Linked DNA regions of Mus musculus: region 2 is linked to region 1. A link is a contact called in public Hi-C data. All regions are on one chromosome and are shown on one strand. Each heading gives the region's core, a stretch centred on a gene start, on an enhancer-like site or on the middle of the called end of the contact. The rest is flanking DNA. Distances are from core to core; before and after follow the strand shown.

Region 1 (7,202 bases), core at 1,731-4,230:
CCCATCACAGGGCAACTGTGTGACAGTGCTGCCGTCACCCCTCCCCCATTCCAGCAGTCCTGTCCTGGCACCACATCTGGTGCACAGCAGGTGCTTAGCCCCTGAATCCCAAAGTTGGGGTGATTAGGTTGGACTTACATTGAAGGTCCCTAAAGAATGGGGCTAAGTATGTTTCTGCGGTGACTCTTGGACTGCTAGAGTGGACAGACTCTTAGCAGGTCCCACCACTCGTGAGAACAGGTATGATAGGAATGTCCTCTGGTGTCCAGCAAGCCTGGGAAAGAGGAATGTGTGCTCCCCTGTCCCAGCTTTTAGGTGTACTGCAGGTACAGCTGAAGTGCTGGTTAGGCTCTCACCTTTTTTGTTTAAAGGCCGTGTCCTATGAATGAATGAAGCCAGGATCAGTGAGTGCCAGGGTGCCAGGTGCCTCAAGACTTGTTGATCTCTGCAGGGAAAACATTCACTTTATCCTGAGCCCAAGGAACAGAGGATTGATCGTCTCTGAAACAGACAAACAGATGGGCAGACAATCTATTTCCCTAGGCTGGGAGATTGCTTCATTGGTGAAGGCCCAGGATAAGGGCTTGAGTTCAGTCTCCACAATGAGGCCGGCCAAAGGCTCTTATCTATGCTGAGAACATTAGTGAATGAAATGACACAAAAAGCTGTCAGCCACCCAGCTGCCACTGAGGGAAGGCCTCCAACAGCTAATAGCCTTTCTAAAACACACACACACACACACACACACACACACACGTCTGTTGCCCACAATACCTAAAGGGAACATCCTGGAATAGATATAGACTGTGGAGTGTCATAAGTAGCTACTGAGAATTGAACCTGGGTTCTCTGGAAAAACACCATTGCTCATAACTGTGGAGCCATCTCTCCAGCCCCAGAAACTGTTTAAAAAAGAAGGTGGGTCGCTTCTGAGTAACAACACTTGGAGTTGACCTCTGGCCTCCCACCATACTCATGTGTACATGTGCATACACGTACTCATGTATACATGTACTCATGTATACACACATGCACCAGTAGGAACCACATGTGTGGTATATACATGTGTGTGTATGCACACACACAATGACTAGGGGGCGAGAGGAAGAGAGGGGAGAGAGGAGAGACGGGGACAGAGAGAGGAGAGAGAGAGGAAAGGGAGAGAGAATCTAAGAATCTAGTACCTTCAGAGAAAATGAAATCTTTGAGAAGAGATTAGATGGTACATTTTGGGAATATTTCCAGAAAAGAAAGGGACTTCTCTGTCCTTGGGAGTGTAAGATACCTTTATACCCAGTCACACCCCCTGGATAGGCTATGCCGGTCAGCAAGCAGGTCCCATAGATTGAGAGCCTTGCCTGTGTCTGCTGAAATAGAAAGTGTGAAGTTCTGCATATGATTTCAGCTTTCATGTGGCCTTGAACCCCTCACTACTGTATGCCCAAGTGAAGGCATCTGAAGAGCTGGGCAGACGTCCAAGGGCAGCCGGGAAGGCTGGTAGCCAGATGACCCTGACTTTGACAAAGGTGGGAACCCAAGCCTGGCCTTAAAGAGCCAGAAACTTCATCTTGGAAGTCTGGAAATTGAGATGGCTGGCTCCCACTGACTAGCAAGAAGCTGAGGGACAAGTCAAACCAGGAGTCGACCACTGCAAAGCACAGGTACTGTGAATTTACCCTCGTGTGCTACATCATGATGTTTGGCTAAGGAGAAGCTGTATGCATAACAGCTGTCCTCAAAGATTATAATGGAGCTGAAAAGAAGTCCCATCATTGGTTATGTTATGGCTGTCATAGCACACTCTCGAGCACACACACACATGTCAGGTGATATAGATGTGGAAACACCTGAGTCTCATGCCTGTAGAATAAAAACAGAGCACATACAATCCTACCCAGAGAATAATAGTGTTCTACCGGTTTACATATTTATTATATTTTTATTATTTTAGAACATACTTCCTAATGATTTGGAGCCTCATTTGTGAGGTTTGGGAACAGGGATGCTGGCTTCCACAGACCAGCAAGTATCTGAAACACCAATCAAGCCATGATTACAAATCAGACCACAAGCTTTTTCACTGAGGTGCACTGGAGAGCCAAACGGTGCCCACAGACGATGCCACACTGTGCTGACGGAGTCCGATACCCTGTGTTTATGCATCTCTTGGCTTTGTCATTTTCTCCTGTGTATGATGTAATCTCTGGTTGATTTGCTCATTGTAGCCTCAGGAGTCAGAGGCTATACCATATATGTGCACAGCACCCCCAAACCCCCGCCCTGACATAGAAGAGAATGCAGTGTGGCAGTAACTGAGTGTAAGTCACCTAGCCAAGCATTTCCCAGAATGCATGTCACCATGCTCTTGTGGGCACCTACTAGGGAAGCCAAGAGGGCAGAAGGGCAGAATAAAGGAAGTCAGGAGTCACCAGAAGTAAACTTGGTGAACGTCTGTGGATGGATAACTGGGCACACCTCTGTGCAACTTGCTGACCCAGCCCCTGATGCTAGACCTCCCCCCCTTCTGTTAGATGCACCTGAGCCCACGAGCTCCTGTGCCAGCCACCTACTCTTTTTCCCACTGTGTTTGCAGGAACCTTCTGTGAGGTGGCATTTCTGGATAAGCCCAAAGGGCACATGCTTTCCTCAACTAGTACGAATATGTGCCCCCCCCCCTTTATTGTCATTGGTCACACCAGACACGAGCCTGTGACCTGAGCTTCAGTCCTGCTCTTCCATCCCGTTGTAGACGGAGGCAGTCAGCGCAGGGGAACATGACCCACCACTTTCTCAGCCTTCTCGGCCCCTTTCACTTTTATAGTTCAGCAGACATCTGTGATGGCTTGCTTCCAGAGTGCGTGGTATTTATTTTTGATTTGAAATATGAAAAGCATTTTTTTAAAGACAGCTGAGTCCTCTGAGCCATGCCCAAGGGAGCAAATGGTCTGAAATGTGAGCCTTGTGCTCACTGAAGCAGGATGACAGAGGCTGCTGCCGAGCCGATTTGGGCTGGCTTAGGTCACCGCTCAGCTCAAGCGCGTTGACCAGAAGAGCAACTTGTGGGCAAGAGCTGCGGCCGAGGGGCGATTGATTCCAGCCGCTCACTTAAGTGGGAGCCCCACATGCTGGGTTCCCACAGGGTGGGACCACGGCCTGGGAACCCACACACAGGCCCAGTTAAGCAACTTGCTTGACTAAGAGTTATCTGTCTTGGCAGGGCCAGCGTGTGGGGGCGTTCGTCCCTGGGAAACAGTCTTTGATGGACAGCTGCGAGTCCCTGGGCTGCTGTTTGGGTTTCGTCTTTCCTCATTTTAGCTCTGTGCGTGCTGGTGCTCTGGTGTCAGAGTTTATGTCACTTCCTTAGAGTGAGTACAGGTAACCTTCGAGGCCTTTTGGGAGCTTAGTTCCATCTTGTCAAGGGGTGTCAAGCCAGATGTTCTTGAAGCCTTCTTTACACGTCAGGAGATTGGAGCATGAATTGTGATTCCTGCCCCTCATTTCCTCTCGAGTGGTGGGGTGTATCCAAGACACTGTGTCCGGACCCCAGACTTCTGGGCTCCAGACGGTCAACCTGTGTCAGCCATGAAAATACTATAATTTGTCATTCTGTGTTAAATGGCCACTCCCTAAAGATGACTTTTTTCCAGTCTTATCCATGGCTGTCACTCAAAACTTTAAGCAATTTCTGGCACACAGTAGGCCCTCAGGAAATAGATCTCCCTCAGCTTGTGGATAGTGTGGCTGGCTCCAGTGGTGGTGTGGCACTGGCGTGTGTGTGTGTGTGTGTGTGTGTGTGTGTGTGTGTGTGTGTGTGTGTGTCTGCTCTGTCCTAGGCTCTTCGTGGTGGAGTTGGAGGCCATGCGCCTCCCATGCAGCTCCCTGGGGAAGAGATGAGCACAGCCCACATGGGCCGCCTCATTGCCAGCATGGCCTGGTGCTTGTGTGTGAGCAACAGGGCCTCTCTGGTGGGTGTTCTCTCACTGTTGTCCAGTGGGATCCATTTAGCTCTCAGACAAAGCAGGAGACTGGTCTCGGTGCCATGGGCTAAGCACTGGCTGCCTTGGGCCTCAAATCAAGACCAGATGCCAGTGTGAACCCAGGCGGCCAAGCTGAGGATTCTCTCAGAGCCAAGCTCACAGTGGACGAGCAAATATTTACCCTGTCTGAGGTTGAATGGGAAACGTCTACTGGCGTCTTGTTTTTCCTCCTCCTCCCTCTCCGCCTGCCGGACACCACCTTTAAAAAGAAAAGAGCTTGTCTTTAGTCCTCAGTCCTGGGTCCTCCTCAGGCAGGTCCTCTCCTTGAACAGGTGACTGGCCACCTGTCTCTGCTCTTCTGGGCACTAAGGCCTGCAGAGGGCAGTAGGCCACTCAGTCTCAGCCGGCCATGTGACAGTACAGTTTTTGCAGGGTTCTTATTGTCCTGTGTATGTCCTTGGTCTCAAGTCTCAGAAGTTGTATCATTGTCCCTGCCTGGACAATGGGGTTGACTGGACTGGTGGCTCATTGGCTGGTTGTATATCTACCTACCCTATGCCTCACAGGTTTTCTGCCTTTGGGTTCTGCCCAGTACCCTGGCAGAGAAGTTCAAAGGCAATAAAATAAAATGTGCCTTTCCCATCACTTAGGAAATATGACTAAGTCTGAGCTAGTCGAGGCCCAGCTATTTGTGGATATGGTTCTACATGGACTCTTTTTTTATGGTCTTTATTCTTGACCTGCTGGGAAACCTTTTGTGCGGGTGGGGTGGGTATTGGAAGTCTTACTAGGTAGGCTATGTGTAATGTAGAGAATGCTGTATGGGCTGCCTGCTTCATTACATGCACTGTGAAGAAGGGCATGCGCATGAGAATCAGAACTGGGTTTGGATCCCAGTCTTCTGCTCCTGACCCATTCTACAGCACTGGCCAAGTCATTAACCTTTCTGAGCCTTGACTCTGTGTGTGTGTGTGTGTGTGTGTGTGTGTGTGTCCCACCATATTGTTTCAGACAGGGTTTCTCACTGTACCTAGAGCATGTTACATTAATCCAGCTGGGCCAGCAAGCAGGCGAGCTCCAGGGACCCACCTCTGTGGTCCAGTGCTGCCCCTGGCCCTCATGTGGGTGATGGGGATCCTAACACAGGCCTTCATGCTTGTGTGACAGACACTTCCCTAACCGAGCCATCTCTCTAGCCCCTCTTTTCTTTTCTTTTCTTTTCTTTTCTTTTCTTTTCTTTTCTTTTCTTTTCTTTTCTTTTCTTTTCTTTTTCCTCTCCTCTCCTCTCCTCTCCTCTCCTCTCCTCTCCTCTCCTCTCCTCTCCTCTCCTCTCCTCTCCTCTCCTCTCCTCTCCTCTTCTCTTCTCCTCTCTTTTCTTTTTTTCCTTAAGAGGTTTTATGCGTATGAGTACTTTACCTGAATGTGTGTGCCAGATGCCTGCCAAGGGCAGAAATGGGTTTTAGATCTCAGACTCGGGAGTTACGGGTGACTGTGAGCTGGGAACCAAACCTGGCTCCTCTGTGAGAACAAGTGCCTTTAACTGCTGTGCTCTCTCCAGCTCCCCCTCCCCCGCTTTTCTAGTCTGTATTAGTGAAGGGATAGGACTCCCTGGTGGGGTTTGTGAGGGTCGAGGAAGCTAGTATGGACAAAGTCCATTGACTTTCTCCCAGGTGTATGGTGACGACTTGCCATTTCCACAATGTTTGGATTTTCTTAGATTCTTCTGAGTATCTTGACAGGCACTTGGGCTAGATGGAACAAGAAGAGGTTGCTCTTGATCTGTGAAAAGAATTATATGCAAGGTTTTTGTTGTTGTTGTTGTTGTTATTGTTGAAATGGTTTTTGAGAATTCTAAGTCCGGGATGTCTGATAGACAAATATAGTGTGAGTTATAGAGTTATTTTAAGTATTTTGCCTTTAGGCTGGAGAGATGGCTCAGTAGTAAAGAGTACTGGCTGTTCTTCCAGAGGTCCTGAGTTCAATTCTCAGCACCCACATGGTAGCTCTTTAGCTCCAGTTCCAAGGGATCCAACATCCTCACCCAGGCAGGCTTGCAGGCAAAACACCAATGCACCTAAGATTAAAAATAACAAATCAATAAACAAGCAAATAAGTAAATAAGTATTTTGGCTCCAGCCAGAGAAACTGAGGCTCAGTAGCCATGTGTGGCTAGGGGGCTCACTGTAGTGTGCAGTATATTTGTAGCATCTACTCTACCTGCTAGTGTCCCCAGCTCTTTGGAGGGTAGCAGGCGCGTTCCCAGAGGCTGTGGCTCACTTGAGTTACACAGCCAGCGGGGAGTCCTGTGGGATTCGGAGCTTGTTGTTTTCTTCAGGAAAGGAGGAAGGAAATGCACCTGTGTGTGTGTGTGTGTCCCAGGCCTGAGCTGGACACACAACTTCGGTGATTCCATTCTGTCCTCCCAGTAGCCCGGCTAGTGGCTGGCTGACTGCCTGCCTGCCTGCCTGCCTTGTGCATTTGACTGATGGGGAAGTGAGTTCAAAATGCTCAGCAGCTCTCCCAAGGCCACATAGAGAGAGCTGGGAGCTGAGCCAGGACCTGCTGACTCCAAAGCCAGATAGATACCTAGCTCATGTTTACCTGCCTCCATCCCCTGCCCAGAGAAAGCAAATTTGCATGTAGTTTCCCAGGGCTTTAGAATGAGTGTCAGGGTGCAGGTGGTAGAACCCAGAGCCTTGACACGTCCTTGCTTCAGAAGGCCTGAGCTTGCGTCGGTTGGGTCAGTGGGCAGGTAAAGACATTCCATTTGATTGAGGCTTCTGACTCGTTAGCCTTTGGCTGGGCTGGGTTACAGGTAGCTGGTTAGGGTGTGAGGCAGAAGAGAGGAGGGTTAGGTGGAGAGAGCTGGCTGTACTTTCCCCTCCACCTGAGCATGTTGGAGCCTCCAAGCAGCGGGACTTTCTGCTTGGGGAACCTCCAAGAATGTGGGGGCGGGATTGAGCAAGCCCTTGAATGCATGTGTATTTGCATGGTCACTTGTCCACCCACTCACTCAACAAGAATTTAATGGCTGTGCTTTGGGCAAGACAGTTGGCCTGTTAACTTGCCCTGTGCAGATATTGCCCCAGTGTATTTTCCAATGCACAGCAGCCTTATCCACCCCTTTATAGGCATGGGAAGCTGAAGCTCAGGGGGCCAGTCCCTTGCCAGGACTGATGGTTACTGACCGGAAGGGGAGGGGCTTCAGGGCTAAGAGTTTTGACT
Region 2 (7,202 bases), core at 2,218-4,717, 120 kb before region 1:
TTCTGTCACCATTTGTGTGCTCCTGAGCCTTAAGCACACTTGCCCTGACTTCTGGACCTGGAGTCCAGTTGCCTGTTAGCTCTTCTTTCTCAGAGACAATCGAAACCTTCTGTTCATCGTTACCATTTTCATGGCACCACCATCCGTTCTCTTTCTTTTTTTTTTTTAAAGATCTGTTTTTATTATTTGTGCGTAACAGGTGGGGGCTGGTGCTTGTGGAAGCCAGAAGTATTGTATCTTCTGGAACTGGGGTTCTAGGTGGTACTGAGCTGTCTGAAGTGAGTACCAGGGCCTTCTAGAAGATTAAGTTATTTCTCCAGCCTCCATTTTCTCTGTCTGTCTGTTTCTTTTTTTTTTCTCCTTCTTAGAGTTACTTTTATTTCATGTGTATGCCTTTTGCTGCTTTGGTGTAAGTGGAGCCAGAAAAGGGTCCTGATCCCCTGGAACTGGAGTTGCAGATGGTTCTGAGCCATTCGGGGGGCTGTGATCTGAACCTAGATCCTCTGCAAGAACAGCAAGTGCTCTTAATCACTGCACCAGCTGTCCAGTCTCCATATTCATATTCTCTCTTGCTCGCTCGCTCTCGCTCTCTCTGTGTATGTCTGTCTCTGTCTCTCTCTGTCTCTGTCTCTCTCTGTCTCTCTCTGTCTGTCTCTGTCTCTCTCTCTCTCTCTCGCCCCTCACTCAGCCCCTCCTTCTCTTATTTTATTTTATATATTTTTTGGTAACCGGGTCTCATTTTGTAGCTCTGGCTGGCCTAGGACTCACTATACTCAAACTGCCTTCAAACTCACAGAGCTCTGCCTGCCTCTGCTTCCTAAGTGCTATGACTAAAGACATGAAATCCAGTCTCTCTTTTTAAAAAATGATTTTTTATGTGCATTGGCAAATGCACATGTCTGTGTGAGGGTGTTAAACCACTTGAAACTGGATCACAAACAGTTGTGAAATGGCATGTGAATGCTAAGAATTGAACACTGTCCTCAGGAAGAACAGCCAGTGCTCTTACCTGCTGAGCCATCTCTCCAGTCCCTCACTCCATTCTCTTAAGTCAAGATTCAAAGCTGGCCCTTCCTGTGCTCACCCACTGCCCACTTCTTACACCCACCATTGTTTCATCCAAGTGTTACCTCTTCGACACTTTCCAAGTTCTCCCTGTCTCTTGTCATCTTGTCTTGGCCATCTTTCATCTGGACCAGTGTGCAGCTCTCCATCAGCGCCCTCAGACCTGCTCTCTCTCCTTCCCCTCACTGGGGAGATTCTGCACTGGAGTGGGATTCTGAGACCCTCAGGAGAAAGCCGAACTCTTCCAGCGCCTCAGAGTTGGACCGTCTGTTCCATGGTCCCTCTGCTCTTTGTGCTCCAGCTGGCTCCACCTTGTTCCAGTTCCTTAACCTTGATTGCTTTACAAGGCTGCACCTTCTGCTTAGAATTCCATTTCTTCCCCTCCACCTAGAAGCTCCTTGTCATCCAAAGGACCCCTTTACCATCACTTCTTAGAAAACCTTTCCCTTGCCAGCATACATTGAGGGGTTTTATGTTTTGTTAGAGACAAGGTCTCATGTAGCCCAGGCTGGCCAGTAGCTCACCACATAGCCAAAAATGGTCTTGGACTCTGATCAGCCTATTCCTACCACCCAAGTGCTCAGATTTCAGGAGTGTGCCCATCTCTCCATCAGAGACTTCTATAAAAAAAAGTTTGATTTACATTTACTACTGTGTGCATGTGTATATAATATATACAGATATGGGTGTGATATATATTTATATGTGCGTATATGCATGTGTGTATGTATGTGTGTGTATATGTATACATGAGTTCATGCCACTGTGTGGTATGTGTCAACCAGAGGAGAGCTCTTAGGAGTTGGTTCATTCCTTCCACTGTGGGTTCCAGAGACTGTACTCAAGTCATCACTCTAATGTAACAGTAAAGGAATCAAAGCTGAGGCAAATGCTGGCGCACGCCTTTAATCCCTGTACTCAGAGGCAGAGGCAGGCAGAGCTCCTTGAGTTCGAGGCCAGCCTGGTCTTCAGAGTGAATTCCAGGACAGCCAGGGCTACACAGAGAAATCCTGTCTCAAAAAAACCAAAAACCAAAAACCAACCAACAAGAACAACAACCAGCACTGAGGCATTATCCATGCAAATATTAGCCACACCATTTAAAACACATATTTCTTGATGTGCGTGTGAGAACAACATGGGAGTCAGTTCTCCATTTCCATCATGTAGGTGCTAAGACTCAAATTCAGTCTTGGTCTCAGCCACCTTTACCGGTGGGCCATCTTGCCAGCCTCGCTGCAATGTTGTTTTCTCATAGTAACTGTAAAAATAAAAGAGTAACAACAACAAAAACCCATTTATGTCCAGCAACAGAGGCAATGTTAAAAGAGGACAGATCTGCAGAGTGACTGACACAGTCATTAAAAATAATTGAGAAGATGAAGCAGGAGAGTGGGAACCAGCCTGTGATATGACAATTGTTTTCACAGAGTTGAATGCAAAATTGGATTTTTATAGCTGTGTAAAAATGTTTTATGCATGCAGACAAGTGCCAGATGGGAACAAGGGAAAATAAATGAGTTGATCTGTCCAGAAAGGAGATCATGATTGAATTTTCAGATTCATTTTTATTTCTTAGCATAGTTATGCTGTTTTCGCACAAATAACTTCTGCATTTCATGTAGCAATAGATTGCATAAAGCAGCTGTGGGGAGCTAAGGAGCCATCAGGACACAGCTGGTTACGTTTTCTCCACTGCTCACTGGGCCACAGACACCACATGAGTTATAACTTAGCATGACCTTCCTCACAAACCATTTTAAAGGTAGATCTTGGAGGTGCTGGAAGGATTGCTCAGTGAGTAAGGACACTTGTTGTTCTTTTTGAGGAACTGGGTTTGGTTCCCAGCACCTACCTGATGGCTCACAACTCTCTGTTACTCCAGTTCCAAGGGATCCACTGCCCTCTTCTGGTCCCCCAGGACCCTGCACATGCATGGTGCCCAGACATAAACACAGGCAAACATACTTGTAAAAAAAAAATCATCTTGAATGATAGGTACCTTCAAGGCCAAGACTGGAGGACCGAGAATTCAAGACCTGGGCTATGTAGTGAACTTGAGTATGATAGCCTGGGCTACATAGTGAGCTTGAGAGTGATAGCCTGGGCTACATAGTGAGCTTGACTACAGAGTGAGGCTCTGTATGGAATGAATGAATGAATGAGTTATATGCTTATATTTATAGCATTTTATAAGCATTCATGCACAGAGTTTTTATGTGGACTTTTATATTTATTTCACTTGTGTGATACCTCAGCATAAAGTGGCCAGAATAGAAGGCAAATATGTGTTTAACTTTTTCATAGCCAGCAAACTGTTTTCCCAAGTGTCTGTCCCATGTGACACCATCCCCACCAGCAGTGCACACGCGGCAGAATGTCTGCATTCCACATGCTTGCCAACACATGTGTGGTCAGGCTCTGTAATGCCAGCCTGTCTCAGGGGTATGAGCTGTGCTGCAGGACTGCATTTCATTCTTTGAGGATTAATAATGCCAAGGATTTTTCGTTCTTCATGTGATTGGTATTGGTGTTTAGTCTCTGGAGAAGCTGCCCAAATCTCTTGCCCATTTTAAACCCAAGTTATTTCTCTTCATTGAATTGATGTGAAAAGAGATTATCTATCTGGAATACAAGTCAACGTTAAATTCTGTTAAGGATTTACACATAAGTCTGCATGCAGCTTGCCTTTCCATTCCTTAACATGGTATTTGCAAGGAAATGGTAGTGGCATCTCCTGAAGTCTGAGCAGCAGTTAGAGTGTTCACAGTCTTCACATCGAAACTTAAATGTTTGGGGCTGGAAAGAATAGCTTCCAGAAAGCAAAAAGGCAAGGCATGGAATGGGCGAAAACATTTGTAAGTCACATATCTGGAAAAGGACTTACATTAAGGGTATATCAAAAACACCAAAAAAAGAGAAAATCTTGCAGTAATAAAAAAAAAAAAGAAAATATGGTTGGAAAATGGGCAAAGAATTTGTAGACATTTCTCCAGATAGAACATACAAATAGCCATTAAGAACATGGATGTAGGGCTGAAGAGATAGCTCAGTGGTTAAGAGCACTGGCTGCTTTTCCAGAGGACCTGGATTCAATTCCCAGCACCCACATGATATACAACTGTCTGTAACTATGATTCCAGGGGACATGATACTCTCTTCTGGGCTCTACAGGTAACAGTGCATATGATGCAGAGATATATATACAGGCAAAACACCAATAAGTAATAATGATAATAATGATGATGATGACGACATCCAAGGGCATGTCTGTGGTGCACAGAGATTTGAGCTAAACACTCATACATATCAAATAAAAAATATAACTTTTTAACAAGTTGAGTACATATGGAGTATGTTTCAATACTCTGCTGTGTTGCAGTATTTAATCCATTTGATGCTAATTCTGCACTGGTTTGATTACTGAAGTTTTATGGATTTGGAAACTAAACAGCACAGTTTCAATAACCTCCACATTTCACGAAATTGTTTGGACTATACCATGTCTTTTTCTGCAATCCATTAATTTTTTTTAACATAAAAAGACTACTAAGGGCTGGAGAGAGGGCTCAGTGGTTAAGAGCACTAACAGCTCTTCCAGAGGTCCTGAGTTCAATTCCCACATGGTGGCTCACAGACACCTGTAATGGGGTCTGATGCCCTCTTCTGTCGTGTCTGAAGGAGCAACAGTGAACTCACATACACTAAATAGATAAATAAATAATTCCAAAAATTTGAAAAATGTGTAGCTTGGCCTTAGGAGGATTAACTAGCCCTTCCTGATGTCAAGACTTCTGACCCAGGGAGAGTGATGTCACTTGGATGGTCCTCCATTGCTTCCATAATGCTATCAACGTCTTCAGTGTAAAGATCCTGTCCATATTTTGTTGGTTCTGTTCCTCCATGTTTCATATTTTTTAAAATGAATAAATTGATTTTTAAAAAAAAATTGTGTGTACCTTTCTGTGGGTTTGTGCACATGAGTGCAGTGCCCATAGAGGCCAGAAGGTGGCGCCACATGCTCTGGAAAGCACCAGAGCACAGGTGGTTGTGAGCCACCAACCATGTAATAGAAACTGACCAGCAGGCTCCTTATCACTGAGCCATGTCTCCAGACCCATACTTTGCATTTTGGTGGCCCACAGAGTTTTAAAAAGAATTGTAACTGTAGAAATGCCACTGGGTTAGACTGAAGGGAAGAGCCACCATGAAGGTGAGCAGAGGCTCTGTGGGCACTCAGCTCCTGTCAGCAGAGAACGCTGTGACAGTTCTGCTGCAGATACCTGCCACCTCATTAAACGAGGATTTTGCTTTCACATTTCGAATTTCCAACTGTTGCTAGTATATAAGCTACAATTGGCTATCAAAATATTGATATTAACTGGGCATGGTGGTATACCTCCTTAATTTTAATCCCCACATTTGGGAGAAAGACACATGAAGATTTTAAGTTCTGGGGCAACATAAGCTATACAGTGAGTCTTAGGCTAGCCTCAGCTAGATAGAGACCTTATTTCAATGAACTTAAATAAATACGATATTTAATATATTTAATAATCCTGTGATTTTCCTAAATTCATGGACTAATACTGAGATATTTTGTGTGTGTGTATGTGTGTGTGTGTTTTCCTTTTAATTTTCTACCCATGTCATCTGCAGATTAAGAGTTTGTTTTTGTCCTTTCTTATCTACATGGATGTAATTTCTTTTTCTTGCCATATTGCACTGACTAGACGTTTAGTATCATGTAGAATGGAAATAGTGACAGTCTACATCCTGTTCTTGTTCTAGGTCTTAGGAGGAAGCATTCCATTGTATTCGTCAAACTCCAAGGTGTTTCTGCCCATCCTCAGGATTAGACTGTAATCCTTGCTAGTCGTTCAATGTGTGGACACATCCTCTGTGTCTAAGAGAGTCAGTCGTTCAATGTATGGACCATCCTCTGTGTCTAAGAGAATCAGTCGTTCAATGTGTGGACACATCCTCTGTGTCTAAGAGAGTCAGTCGTTCAATGTGTGGACCATCCTCTGTGTCTAAGAGAGTCAGTCGTTCAATGTGTGGACCATCCTCTGTGTCTAAGAGAGTCAGTCGTTCAATGTGTGGACCATCCTCTGTGTCTAAGAGAGTCAGTCGTTCAACGTGTGGACCATCCTCTGTGTCTAAGAGAATCAGTGGAAAGCAGTGGTTCAGCAATGCAAAGGCGAGATAATAAACGATGTTGTGACTTCCGCCTTAGGCTTTTTTTAAAGCATCACATGTTTTGAGGGTAGCTAGCTACAATGCCAAGCAGCCCTCTGGAAAGACTCATGTGGCGAGGGACTCTGATACCTTGGCTGGCCAATGAGGAGCTTAGCCTCTAACCAAAAGCCATGTGGAAGAGGCTGTACTAGAAATCAACCCTTCATCTCCAGGCAAATCCCAATCGCATCCCTGTGTGATGGCTTTGATGTTAGCATGTCATAACCTAGTGCCGCTTAGGAAAAGAGTCTCAAGGAATGATCTAGATGAGGTTATCATCTGGGCATGTCTGTGGGGAATTCTCCTGATCATTAATTAATCCCAGCCCACTGTGGGTGGTACCATTCTATAGGCTGGACCTTTCTCTGTATGAGAGTAAAGAAAGCTGAGTCACAAGCAAGAAGGAGGCGTGGGCATGTTCGTTCCTCTCTGCTCTAGCAGGAAGATGCGATGTGACTAGTTTCTCTCTTTTGACTTCCCTTCGATGGGCTGTAACTTGGAATTGTAAACAGACAAATGTTCCTCCACAATGTCAGGGTATTTTAATCATAGCAATAGAAACTAGAGCACCTAACCAGAACCTTCGCCATCACCTCTCGGGAAGCCCTGAGCTAGGTCAGATACCACAAAAGATAATACATGTTTTGTGTAAGCTACTATACTCAGGGTGATTCGCTATAAAGCAATGTGTAATTGACGCACATTTTCATGTCTCCAAGTGGGGTGCCACTATAGCAGACACCTAAAATATGGAAGCAGTTTTGGAACAGATGGCAGTGGATGGGGGGGAGGCAATGGACTTTGAGGAGACTGTAGGTAAGGACTTGACAGGAAGAGAGCATGAGATTTGAACCCCCAGAGCATGACTTTTGTAGAGTAGAAATCCAAGTAATGTGTCA

What was found. A called contact is a pair of places that touch in the nucleus more often than the background predicts.
Region 2: a contact with region 1 is called in a Hi-C map of myocytes, with 2.0 times the contacts expected there. The contact joins two enhancer-like sites. A contact is called at or near these places in 4 of 15 datasets of contacts at CTCF or cohesin (CD8 T cells, the NIH/3T3 cell line, embryonic stem cells and 1 more), 11 of 484 Hi-C or Micro-C datasets (CD8 T cells, the G1E-ER4 cell line, double positive thymocytes and 7 more), 4 of 115 datasets of contacts at active chromatin or transcription factors (the 230-238 cell line, the HPC-7 cell line, double positive thymocytes and 1 more) and 3 of 9 other capture datasets (adipose tissue, embryonic stem cells and liver).

Annotation. Positions count from the first base shown.
Region 1 is chr9:63,698,614-63,705,815 of GRCm38.p6, reverse strand. The region is part of intron 1 of Smad3 (SMAD family member 3); the gene reads left to right. Among named protein-coding and RNA genes, the nearest start is that of Gm51710, 29 kb to the left of the region's middle. Within about 2 kb of position 2,980, at least 78 of the 459 cell types and tissues checked have an H3K27ac peak or open chromatin away from gene starts, as enhancers often do. A contact at or near this core is called in embryonic fibroblasts and myocytes, where this site is marked.
Region 2 is chr9:63,814,621-63,821,822 of GRCm38.p6, reverse strand. No RefSeq gene overlaps it. Among named protein-coding and RNA genes, the nearest start is that of Gm39359, 23 kb to the right of the region's middle. Within about 2 kb of position 3,467, at least 7 of the 459 cell types and tissues checked have an H3K27ac peak or open chromatin away from gene starts, as enhancers often do. A contact at or near this core is called in embryonic fibroblasts and myocytes, where this site is marked.